2 separate regions of the Ovis aries genome follow, and region 2 is linked to region 1. A link is a contact called in public Hi-C data. All regions are on one chromosome and are shown on one strand. The core of a region is the stretch at or near the end of the contact, and the rest is flanking DNA. Distances in the headings are between cores, read along the strand shown.

Region 1 (2,857 bases), core at 291-2,790:
AGGCAGATTCTTTACCAGCTGAGCCACCAAGGAAGCCCAAGAATACTGGTGTGGGTAGCCTATCTCTTCTCCAGCAGATCTTTCGGATCCAGGAACTGAACCAGGTTCTCCTGCATTGCAGGTGGATTCCTTACCAACTGAGCTTCCAGGGAAGCCCATGTTGTGGAGTACAGGCTCTAAACCCTAGGGCTTCAGTAGTTGCAGCCTGTGGGCTCCAGAGCACAGGTTCAGCAGTTGGGCACAGACTTGGTTGCCCATCAACATGTGGGATCTTCCAGGACTAGGAGTTGCACCAGTGTCCCCTGCATTGCAAGGCAGATTCTTAACCACTGGACCACCAGGGAAGCCCTCTCATCTACTTTTTGCTATTGATTTTAGACATGTAAATATATTACTGTAATATACTTTCACAGTCTAAAATAGTTGTTTCATACTTTTTTCCCCAGTTCTCAATGTGCATTTAGTGAAAGAGCCCAGATGTAGTATGCTTACTCTATCTTTCCTAGCGTCAGAGCCATCCTCCTCTCCTAAGGAAAGCTCTGTACCACAGCAAACTAGTAATATATATTTCATTTTTGTATATAAGGTGTATATATGGATGCCTTTTAAAAGCTGTTTTCTGTAGATAATTACATTTTTAAAAAGATAAAATAAGGAATAGGACAAAAAGAAAGTGGACAGGAAGCAGAGAAACACATAAAGTTTGATACTAGAAAGAAAAAGCGGATGAAGAGGGAGAAATTATGAAACCAATGGAAGACGGCACTTAACAGAACTCATTGAGTGTGTCTCATAGAACAGCAGATAAGGGACCAACGGCTCACAAACCCCTCTGCTGGTAACCTGCCCTTACTGATTAAACCTACTCAAGCCTGGTGGGCTGCACTCCATGGGGTTGCGACTGATCGACTTCACTTTCACTTTTCACTTTCACACATTGGAGGAGGAAATGGCAAGCCACTCCAGTGTTCTTGCCTGGAGAATCCCAGGGATGGGGGAGCCTGGTGGGCTGCCGTCTATGGGGTCGGACAGAGTCAGACACGACTAATGTGACTTAGCAGCAGCAGCAGCGGCAGCTGATTTTTTTCCCCCTTTCTCTAATTCATATTCTCCAAACTTCATGAACCCTAGGTAATTTATCATCAGATTTCTAACCACCGCTATAGATCATGCTTCTGATGCATGAGTCACTGTAGTAATGGGAGCTTAAGTTGTTTTCCAAAAGTTTGGAGTCAACGCTTGCCCAATACACCTGGCTAAAACTAATTGAGTCCACTAACCCTAAACCTGGGCCTTCAGAGAAATGAATGACCTCACCTCACCTCCAATCCCCTTTCCAAATGCCTGTGACCACTCTGCCTCTTCATATCATAAATATCTTGAGCCTTTGGCCTTTGGGGATGCAGTTCTGAGATCTGTTCTCCTGTGTCCTCAGTTGGCTGCCTCATGAAAAAAATCTTTCTCTGTTGCAAACCTCAGTGCTCACCTTGCTGTGATAACAAGCAAACAAGCCTGGTTTGTTTACAGACTTGGTCAACAAGCTAGGAGATAAGTCCAGATTTGCCTGTGGTTCCTTAACCCCTTGCCAGTATTGACAGACTGTTAGTGAGTCCAAACGGCTGCCTGATATGCAGTCTCCTGGACTTTCTGAGACCTCCCAAAAGATCAGTGTTTCCAAGTATCTTAGGCATACCTCAAAGAAATTTTCAGGAGTAGAAAAATATTTAGCACCCAAGAAGCTGAAAGTCACAATGCTTGGCTTCTGTCAAAAATTACCAAGTAAATAAAGAAAATGGGATCTATGATGAGGAGAGAAACTATTCATAAAGACATAAACTAAATAGTCTATATCTATTCCCAGTGGCTCAGTGCTAAAGAATTCTGCCTGCCAATGCAGGAGACACAAGAGAATTATTTTGAGTGCATGAATCTCAAAATCTCTCCATCAGAGGTATCAAAATTCTTTATACGAAGCCAGAGTTAGAAGTGAGATATCAAGAAGGGGCCTCCATTCTTCTGCTCAAAAAGATTACTAGGTCTTCTGAAGACCATCCCTTGTTCTGTCCACTTTGCAGATCTGAAAGATCCCTTAGAGAAGGAAATGGCAACCGGCTCCAGTATTCTTGCCTGGAAAATTCTGTGGACAGAGGAGCCTGGCAGGCTATAGTCCATGGGGTCTCAAAGAGTTGGACTTGACTGAGTGACTAAGCACACACACACGGCATAAAAATTTTTAAATTTATAGTTAAACGTTCTCCCACAAAGGAAACTACAAGTATCTTCACTGAAAATTTCCACCAAATACTTAAGGAAGACATAATTCTAATTTCACATTCTCTTTCAGGAATAGAGGAGGAGAAAATGTTTCTTAACGTTCTATGTGGGTAACATTACTGGGATATCAATGCAGATGAAGATAAACTGAGAAGTAATCTAGAGAACAGTAACTCATCAACATAGATTCAAACCTTCTCACTAAAATTTTTAGCAAATCAAATAAAACAATGTGTTAAAAGAGGTTACTATATCTTGAACGTGTAGGCTTACCACAGCGGCAAATCAGTTTATCACTGTAAAATATATCAATGTAATTCATCATTTCAACAGAGTAAACAAGAAAAACTATCCGTTAATCTCAATATATTAGACAAAATCTATTGGGAGAAACAAAGAATCGTAGAACTGCAAAGTGGACAGAACAAAGGATGGTCTTCAGAAGACCTAGTAATCTTTTTGAGCAGAAGAATGGAGGCCCCTTCTTTGATATCTCACCTCTAACTCTGGCTTTGTATAAAGAATTTTGATACCTCAGATGGAGAGATTTTGAGATTTATGCATTCAAAATAATTCTGGAATC
Region 2 (2,712 bases), core at 19-2,518, 49 kb after region 1:
TTATTCCTGGGTTTTTAAAATTACCATATGTAAAATAGATAACCAGTGTGAGTTTGATGTATGACACAGGACATGAAAAGCCAGTGCTCTGTGACAACCTGGTGGGATAGGGTGGGGAGGGAGATAGGAGGGGGCTTCAGAATGGAGGGGACACATGTATACCTATGGCCAATTCATACAGATATATGGCAAAAACCATCACAATATTGTAAAGTAATTATCTTCCAATTAAATAAATTAAAAAGAATAAAGTGCTTGGCAATTAAAAAGATAATCGATCACTACTTACTAAAAGTATGAAAGGAAGCTGGCTGCATTATCTATTCAGTGACTGAAGACTTGAACCCTGTTTAATTTATGTTATTCTAAACAGGATAGGAGCACTCCTTGGTGGCTCAGTTGGTAAAGATTCTGTCTGCAATGAGGGAGCACTGGGTTCGATCCCTGGCTCGGGAATATCCCTTGGCGAAGGTAATGGCAATCCACTCCAGTATTCTTGCCTGGAGAATTCCATGGACAGAGGGATCTGGTGGGCTATAGTCCATGGGGTCACAAAGAGTTGGACACGACTGAATGACTAACTTTTACTTTCAAACAGGATATGACTCAGGACGCGACTGTATGTTCAGGACATGACCGAGCATACACCTACACTTACAAGAAGTAAATGGGGCCTTTACCTCAGTCACGATGGTGGAGGAGAACAAGCTGTGGTCGTACACCCAGCCATCCACACAGGGCTCCGTGTCCAGGTCAGTCATGTTGGGGAAGGTCCCATTCAGGTGAAGGAGCTGCCACTGGGGGTGGAGGAAACGACGACACTTCTCTGGCTTCAGGTTTGAATCCACTGGGATGGAGAGTCTCAGGAGGACATCAGGGCTGAGGATCCCAGTGTCATTATCGGAGACAGTGGCATTATCGAGAATGTGGACCCAGCAGCGATGACCAGGAACGGCTGCAGTGAAGTTCTCCAACAGTGAGTGACAGACTACTACCATGAGAGAAGGGAGAATTAAAGCCATCTGAAGGATCTGGAATTTCCCCAGGCCACCAACTTTATCCAGAAGCTCCTCAAAGGCCATTGTGAATAGATGATATTCAAGAGGAGTCAAAATGACTTTACAGAGAGAAGTTCAAAGGGAGAAAATGTTTTCTTTAATTCACGCTAAGTCTATGTGACCTCATGCCAGTTTCTCATGCCTGGGTCTAACCCACCTCACTACTGTAACAGAGCAATGGAATCAGTTTCCCTAGTCCTTTTGAAAGCATGGGGGTGGTTGCTTTTTAGCAAAGTTATAGAGAAAATTATTTACCAAAGATATCTATCTGATGAACATTAAATCTGTTTAAAGATTTACTTTCTGAATGTGTTTGTCCTTTGTGATTCTGTGAAACTAGCATAGGACTTTGTCATGTACATGACCTCTGAATAACCTTAGAGTAAGCTACACAGTCTTCAGTCATTTCTAAAAAATGGAACTGGAGAGACATAAGGACTATTCTAGGAAAGAGCAGAAAACAAATTTTGTTTTAATTGTTTGTTCTGTAACAACACACTACTTAAGAAAATACAATCCTTTGGTTTTAGTTAAAGTGGCATGTGGTGCAATTTCTAACTGGGTCAAAGTTGGGAAAGGGGAACAACTAGGGTGTATGTTGTCACTCTGCTTATTTAACTGATATGCAGAGTACATCATGTGAAATGCCAGTCTGGATTAATCATGAACTGAAATCATTACTGCTGGGAGAAATATCAATATATCAATACCAGATTTGCAGATGCCACTCTAATGGCAGATAGTGGAGAAGAACTAAAGAGCTTCTTGATGAGGGTAAAAATTCGGTTCGGTTCATTTCAGTCGCTCAGTCCTGTCTGATTCTTTGCGACCCCATGGACTGCAGCATGCCAAGCCCCCTTGTCCATCACCAACTCCCAGAGTTTACTCAGACTCATGCACATTGAGTTGGTGATGCCATCCAGTAGTCTTATCCTCTGTTGTCCCCTTCTCCTCCCAACTTCAATCTTTCCCAGCATCAGGGTCTTTCCAAATGAGTCAGTTCTTCACATCAGGTGACCAAAGTATTGGAGTTTCAGCTTCAGCACCAGTCCTCCTGATGAATATTCAGGACTGATTTCCTTCAGGATGGGCTGGTTGGGTCTCCTTGCAGTCCAAGGGACTCTCAAGAGTCTTCTCCAACACCACAGTTCAAAAGCATCAATTCTTCGGTGCTCAGCTTTCTTCACAGTCCAACTCTCACATCCATACATGACCCCTGGAAAAACCATAGCCTTGACTAGATGGACTTTGTTGGTAAAGTAATGTCTCTGCTTTTTAACATGCTATCTAGGTTGATCATAATTTTTCTTCCAAGGAGTAAGCGTCTTTTAATTCCATGGCTGCAGTCATCATCAGCAGTGATTTTGGAGCCCCCCAAAATAAAGTCAGCCACTATTGCCACTGTTTCCCCATCTATTTGCCATGAAGTGATGGGACTGGATGCCATGATCTTAGTTTTCTGAATGCTGAGCTTTAAGCCAACTTTTTCACTCTCCTCTTTCACTTTCATCAAGAGACTCTTTAGTTCTTCTTCACTTTCTGCCATAAGGGTGGTGTCACCTGCATATCTGAGGTTATTGATATTCCTCCCGGCAGTCTTGATTCCAGGTTGAGCTTCCTCCAGCCCAGAATTTCTCATGATGTTCTCTGCATG

What was found. Hi-C and Micro-C count contacts between places; a contact is called where the count stands out from the background.
Region 2: a Hi-C map of liver shows a contact between it and region 1, with 4 times the contacts expected there. The contact joins the promoter of LOC101118064 here to the enhancer-like site in region 1. A contact is called at or near these places in 2 of 16 Hi-C or Micro-C datasets (liver and mixed tissues).

The regions. Positions count from the first base shown.
Region 1 is chr21:37,914,096-37,916,952 of ARS-UI_Ramb_v3.0, forward strand. No RefSeq gene overlaps it. Among named protein-coding and RNA genes, the nearest start is that of SLC22A8, 63 kb to the left of the region's middle. Within about 2 kb of position 1,541, at least 1 of the 54 cell types and tissues checked has an H3K27ac peak or open chromatin away from gene starts, as enhancers often do. A contact at or near this core is called in liver, where this site is marked.
Region 2 is chr21:37,963,718-37,966,429 of ARS-UI_Ramb_v3.0, forward strand. LOC101118064 (solute carrier family 22 member 10-like) reads right to left here and starts at 1,269. Exons shown (of 8, transcript XM_060404305.1): 1 at 681-1,269. The coding sequence starts at 1,082.